Linked DNA regions of Pan troglodytes: region 1 is linked to region 2. Evidence: chromatin contacts called from public capture Hi-C data. All regions are on one chromosome and are shown on one strand. The core of a region is the stretch at or near the end of the contact, and the rest is flanking DNA. Distances in the headings are between cores, read along the strand shown. Region 1 overlaps ADGRD1 (adhesion G protein-coupled receptor D1). Region 2 has its middle 24 kb from the start of ADGRD1.

Evidence for each region. Capture Hi-C pulls out chosen DNA fragments and counts their contacts.
Region 1: a capture Hi-C map of stem cell-derived neural stem cells shows a contact between it and region 2, with 4 times the contacts expected there. The contact joins two enhancer-like sites. A contact is called at or near these places in 2 of 7 Hi-C or Micro-C datasets (a lymphoblastoid cell line and stem cell-derived neural progenitor cells) and 1 of 1 other capture datasets (stem cell-derived neural stem cells).

What each region holds. Positions count from the first base shown.
Region 1 is chr10:137,951,846-137,955,031 of NHGRI_mPanTro3-v2.0_pri, reverse strand. ADGRD1 (adhesion G protein-coupled receptor D1) reads right to left here. Exons shown (of 25, transcript XM_024348159.3): 21 at 2,162-2,253. Among named protein-coding and RNA genes, the nearest start is that of ADGRD1, 180 kb to the right of the region's middle. Within about 2 kb of position 1,776, at least 6 of the 24 cell types and tissues checked have an H3K27ac peak or open chromatin away from gene starts, as enhancers often do. A contact at or near this core is called in stem cell-derived neural stem cells, where this site is marked.
Region 2 is chr10:137,747,666-137,750,792 of NHGRI_mPanTro3-v2.0_pri, reverse strand. No RefSeq gene overlaps it. Among named protein-coding and RNA genes, the nearest start is that of ADGRD1, 24 kb to the left of the region's middle. Within about 2 kb of position 1,337, at least 6 of the 24 cell types and tissues checked have an H3K27ac peak or open chromatin away from gene starts, as enhancers often do. A contact at or near this core is called in stem cell-derived neural stem cells, where this site is marked.

The DNA.
Region 1 (3,186 bases), core at 527-3,026, 200 kb before region 2:
GAAGTGAAAGCCAACCCTGTGGAGGGCCCCTGAGGAAGAATCTTATCTTGTTATTCACTGAGTACTGGGCTGCTTGGCACTAAGAAAATCACTAGAGTAAAACCAGAGGATGAAGAATAGGAAGGTGCTGGGGAAGCTTCCTCACGATGCAGTGACTGCCTCTTCCTGCCTGGCGCCTGCTCCCTGGCTGTGCTTCGTCAGCCCTGGGAGTCAAGTGTTACACAATCCACACTAAGAAGATTGTATTGTGAGGAAATATCCCTGAGGGGTAGACCTGGCCGCCCAAAGGAGAGGAGCTGAAGGCATTGGGAAATGTGCTGGGTTGCACAATGGAGAGGGACCCAGAGTGGTCTGTCCCCAGAGACGCCTGCCTGCACCTCCCTGGGAGGGACGCATCCCTGGGCTGCCAGGTGCAGACTCAGGTGGGAAGGATGGGCAATGCCTTCAGCTGTGCCCTGCAAAGACCTGGGCATGCTCTCCCGGGGCACGCTACCTCGAGCCTTCACAAGAGCTGCAGACACAGTGCCAGCCTGTCGCTTGGAGGACATTGCCATGGAGAAGCAAAGGCAGTGGACAGAAGCTGCTTCCTGGGTGGGCACTGATGGGAGGATGGGGGGCAGTGGGGTAGAGATGGAAGGCGGTGCACAGGTGAGGGGCAGGTGCACAGGGGTGTTCTGGTGACAGTGGAAGTAGTGGCCTCATGGGGCTCAGACAGGGGAGTGTGAGCTTTTGCTGGAGACAAGCTGGCAACAGACTGGCTGACCCTGAACGCTGAGGTGAGGGCCTGGGGAGCTGAGGGCTGGGGTGAGGAAGGGACAGGTCCCTCCCCAGCCAGGCCATGAGAGGTCCAGGAGACCATCCTGGTCGCAGCAATGGAAGAGGAAAGGACGTGATCTCTGACCCCACGAGCATCTCTTCTCGCACGGGGCACAACCCTTGAAGGTTTCCAGGAGCTGAACAGCCCAAGGAGGCTGCAGCCTCTTGTCAAGTTAATTTATGGTGTTTGGAATTCATTACAGACTAATTCTCTCATAGATTCGCTGCTGACATATTTGCCACTTTTGCTTTCACATCAGAACAGATACGCGGTGGCTGAAGTAACATTACAGAATGTCAGCTGCCTGGTACCCACGCCCTGCTTTTCACAAAGCCCCCGAATTCCCTGCGAGGGACCGCCTCCCCAGCTTTCAGCCCTGTGGTTTGGGGGTGCTGACTGAACAGTCACACGGTCATATGAGTGAATCCCCCTCTACAGGGTCTGGCTCAGGGAGGGCACAGGTCCAGCCTGAGTCCCCATGGTCCTCCAGGCGCAGGCCTCTGTCTCAGCAGGTGGGACGGGGACTCCCCCTTGGGCCTGAACCCCTGCCGCAGCCATTCTGCCACCAGGGGGCAGAGTCGACCTCAGCCTGAAGCCAACACTAAGGATGCGAAGGCGAGCTGGGCCCCCGTGCTGCAACTGCCAAAGAATTCCTGCAACGCCAGGACTTCTGAGCTCTGGACTTTACAGTCAGCTGCGTCAGTGAGTCCCCCTTCTGCTTAGGCCAGTGCATGCTGGGATTTCTGTCACCTGCAATCGGCTGGGCCGTAAGAGATGCAGGTCAGGACACCCCCGATCGCAGTGAGTTGTGTGGCTGGAATCCCTCCCAGAGACCCCGCCCCTTTTCCAGGCGGGGCAGCCCAGAGCACGCCAGGACACTGCTCTCCCTTGCACCTTCCCTGATGTGCCAGCTGAGGGGGAACCTGTTATCATCCCGTTCTGCACGTGAGGAAGGCGAGGTGCCGAGGGGCTAAGCTCACTGAGCCCAGCAGATGGCCAGGGCAGACGTGGGACTGGCAGGGGCTTTCTGGCTCTAGAATCTTCCCCGTTGCCACCCCCCAGCTGCTCATCACCCTGGGGTGAAGAAATCCCTAGGAGAACTCCGTAGACTCCGTTCTTCTACACATGGGAGCTCTGGGGCTGGGTAAAGGCCCTGTCCCGGGTCACGAGAGCCAAGCGAGGGTGTGAAACCAGAGCTGCCCCGAGATGGCAGGGACACGGAGCAAGTGGAGGACTTTGGTGCCGGCCACAAGAGGCAGGAGTGGCTATCTCTCCTGTGACCTCAAAGCAGTCCTCTGGGGGCAGAAGGGCCGTGGCACTGCTGGCAGCCTGAGGTCAACTTACTTGAAGGCACTGGGGTCTCCATGGATCTTGTAGTTGTCGGCGCTGATCTGTGAGATGACTCTGGTCACAGCGATGAGGATGCCAATGTTGACCTGCACAAGAAGCCATGGAGGAAGGTGAGGGGGGCCTGGGCTGCACCTGCAGGAGAGCTGCATCCGCCTGGCCACTGCCCTCACCACAGGCTACCCCTGCCCAGCCAGGGCTCCTGGGACACAGGGGCGTCACTGGGACAAATCTCACCCTGTTCCGTGGGCTTTTACCAACACACACAACATGCAAGCTTGCCTCCGAGAGCTCCTGCACTGAGAAGACAGCAGAGACGAGTTCTAGTCCCAGGAACACATCCGGGCATGAGGGCAGGAGCCTGGGCCAGACCTTATCTTAGCATTGCTTCGTTAGTGTGACCCTGGGCAACTCACCCAGATCCTCGGAGCCTCAGTGCCCCAGGTGATGAGAAGGATAGTGCCCACTGTGCAAACGACTGCTCAATGTGCCAGGCCCCGGCACAGCGGCTGGCTCTCATCTCCCGCCCCGGCCCAGGCCTGCGGCTGCGTGAGCCACAGAAGCTGTGGCAGAGGGGCATCATCTCCTGCCAGCACCCCTCCTTGCTGGGAAACTGCTGGAAGGCTCCTGTTGGGACCTATGGGGCTGGGCGGGGCACTGAGGGGCCCTGGCAGAGGCTTCAGCACAACCTGCCCCTCACCTGGGCGGCTCCCTCAGTAGGAGGCTGGCGAGGCAGGCGCAGCATGGGGAAGAACCCCCTAGTGTCCTCTGGCTGCGGGGTTAGGGTGAGGGTTAGCCTTCTCCTTTGTGTCTGAAAAATTCTGAGGCCGTGTACAGAGTCAGCAAGGAGTCCAGTTCCAGGATAAAGTCCTCTGTGTGAATTCTCAGGCTCGAACTTTCAGGCAATGAACAGGGCTCTACCTCGCCGGCCTCACAGGGCAGCTGCTGTCCCCACGCCAGCCTGGGCGCGGCCAGAGCCTGGCAGTCTCTGAAGGGAGCTGCAGTCGGAGGGCAGCCACTGG
Region 2 (3,127 bases), core at 88-2,587:
CGGGTCCGTGTGGGTCTCGACAGGCACCTGCTGCGACCCACAGGGAATCAGCATCCGAGGTCCTGCCCGCCCGGGTCCGTGTGGGTCTCGACAGGCACCTGCTGCGACCCACAGGGAATCAGCATCCGAGGTCCTGCCCGCCCGGGTCCGTGTGGGTCTCGACAGGCACCTGCTGCGACCCACAGGGAATCAGCATCCGAGGTCCTGCCCGCCCGGGTCCGTGTGGGTCTCGACAGGCACCTGCTGCGACCCACAGGGAATCAGCATCCGAGGTCCTGCCCGCCCGGGTCCGTGTGGGTCTCGACAGGCACCTGCTGCGACCCACAGGGAATCAGCATCCGAGGTCCTGCCCGCCCGGGTCCGTGTGGGTCTCGACAGGCACCTGCTGCGACCCACAGGGAATCAGCATCCGAGGTCCTGCCCGCCCGGGTCCGTGTGGGTCTCGACAGGCACCTGCTGCGACCCACAGGGAATCAGCATCCGAGGTCCTGCCCGCCCGGGTCCGTGTGGGTCTCGACAGGCACCTGCTGCGACCCACAGGGAATCAGCATCCGAGGTCCTGCCCGCCCGGGTCCGTGTGGGTCTCGACAGGCACCTGCTGCCTGCCTCCGTGTCGGGGCCCTGAGGAGCGCCCGGACACCGGGAGCCTCATGGGTGCAGCGATCAGGCCAAAACCTGGGGAGTCATCCTGGGGACAGGCTTGACCCCCGGGATCTGACGTGGGGACGCCACGAGGGGCCTGGATCCTCCATCTCAGGCGGCCTCCCGTTCCCCAGCTCTCTGGTCTATCCCACATCGGGGACTGTGGGGCTCTGGAGAATTCCCGCAGTGCCCACAGGAACCACTTCAGAAGCCGCTTGCACAACCAAAAACGTCCTCGTCTACTGTGGGGCTTGTCATTGAAAGGGGTTGGTGACACCCACATCTGGGCTTGCATCTGACGTGTGTTTACGTCCACTTCAGTGGTGACAACCTCCCTGCCTCCCGCCCCCCGAGCTGCAAACAAAAGAGCCCTTCATGCCCCTTAGAGGTTGCCTTTGTATCTTTTCTCCAGGGCTCACCCATACTTATTTGTTTTCGATGTGGTGTTTTGCTAAGTGTCCTTGGAATGTGTCTCGTTGGCCAATTGAGCTGGAATAGAACAGAAAAGGAGGCGGCCATTAGTGCCGTTAATTCCTTAAAAATCATTTCTTAAAAAACAAGGAAGTAGCAGCACCCTGTCGGTTTCTCCGTCAGTTTCTCTTCTGTCCTCAGCTGTCATTCATCTTTCCAGAATGAAAGGCACCTGCTGAGTCCCTAGAGCACAGCTAGACCCCAGATGTACCTCAGAGCCCTGAAACCCCAGCCACGCTCTGTCCTTTCATGATGCCACATGGAAGGCAATAGATCAAATGTCACTTTTGACTACAGTTATGATAAAAAGGAGGGGAATGAACTTACGAGACTCTCCCTGGCTGGCAGAAAGTTCATCAGGGTTGATGTTTTTATCTTTCACTTTAATCTATAGTTTCATTTTACTCGGAGGTTAGTTGATAACATAGCTAAGAGATCCCTGTGCCATCTCTGGTGCTAAAATATTTAGTAAATCTGGAAGAAAATGGTTTCATAAACTTCCCAGGTGTTAGATTGCATTTCTAGTTGGCCTCATTTCCCAAAAAGACTTACAACCCACGGAAACTCCAGAGGAGCTGGGTTATCTCACATCGTGCTGTTCTAAAATAAAGTGGCAAAAGCTATTGGCTGTTTAATGAGTCTGAGACTTCTCTCATTAGAAGGGGAATAAGAGAGATGCCATAATGGAGATGACTTTGCGGTTGGGGATTTTGGGTTTAGGGGAGCACGGTTTGCAGAACCAGAGGCTCTCCTGGTACATCTATGGCTCAGGGTACAGGGGACAAGGAGGGGAGCAGGAAGAGTGTAAGTGTGTGTCCCAGCATCCCAGCGTTCAACCTCACTCTCGAAGTTGCAGCCTCCCAGCCTCAGGGGGAGAGGGACAACAGAAAACATATGTGAAGGGATGAATAATGATTTCTGTGTCTCAATGATTTTATTTATTTCCTTGACCCTAAATTTTGGATGTCTATAAACCACACTTTAAAAAAATTCTGTAACTCAGAATGTGAGGAATTTGGGAAATTGAAAATGTTTATTTCCTGAGCTCATTTGTTTGCCTCCCATTTACCAACAGCATGTGGTTCCACATCACTGAGGGAAAATATGCTATTTAGGCAATTACCAAGTATCATCTTTCCTGAACCCTGATCCAGAGCATAACCTCCTGCATGTCACTTTAAACTCATTAATTACCATTTTTAGTAGAAATGCAGTGACTGCAGGGGTGTCGCTTGTGTGCCTCACTGCTTTTTTTTTTTGGAGACAGAGTCTCACTATGTCGCCCAGGCTGGAGTGCAGTGGTGTGATCTTGGCTCAGTGCAACTTCCGCCTCCCGGGTTCAAGCAATTATCATGCCTCAGCCTCCTGAGTAGCTGGGATTATAGGCATGCACCACCACCCCCGCTAATGTTTGTATTTTGAGTACAGACAGGGTTTTGCCACGTTGGCCAGGCTGGTCTCAAACTCCTGACCTCAGGTGATCCACCACCTTGGCCTCCCAAAGTGTTGGGATTACAGGCGTGAGCCACTATGCCTGGCCCTCATTCCTTCTCTGGTTCTTTGTCACATTATTCCTATAATGGTATAAACTATTCTTTTTTCTGTTGTTTTTGTTTTTCAGACAAGGTCTTGCTCTGTTTCCCAGGCTGGAGTGCAATAATGCAATCATGGCTCACTGCAGCCTCAACCTCTCAGGATCAAATGATCCTCCCACCTCAGCCTCCTGAGTAGCTGGGACTACAGGCACGTGACATGACATCCAGCTAATTTTTAAATTTTTTTGTAGAGATGAGGTCTCACTATGTTATCCAGGCTGGTCTCGAACTTCCAGGCTCAAGGGATCTGTCCACCTAAGCCTCCCAAAGTGCTGGGATTACAGGCCTAAGCCACCATCCCCAGCCCAGAAACTATTCTTTTTAAATTTCTTTCTTTTGTACATGTGCTCAGAGATGATTAAACACAAAGCATGCCAAGTGGTAATGATAAATGTAGAAAGTAACAGTTTGTAATCTAT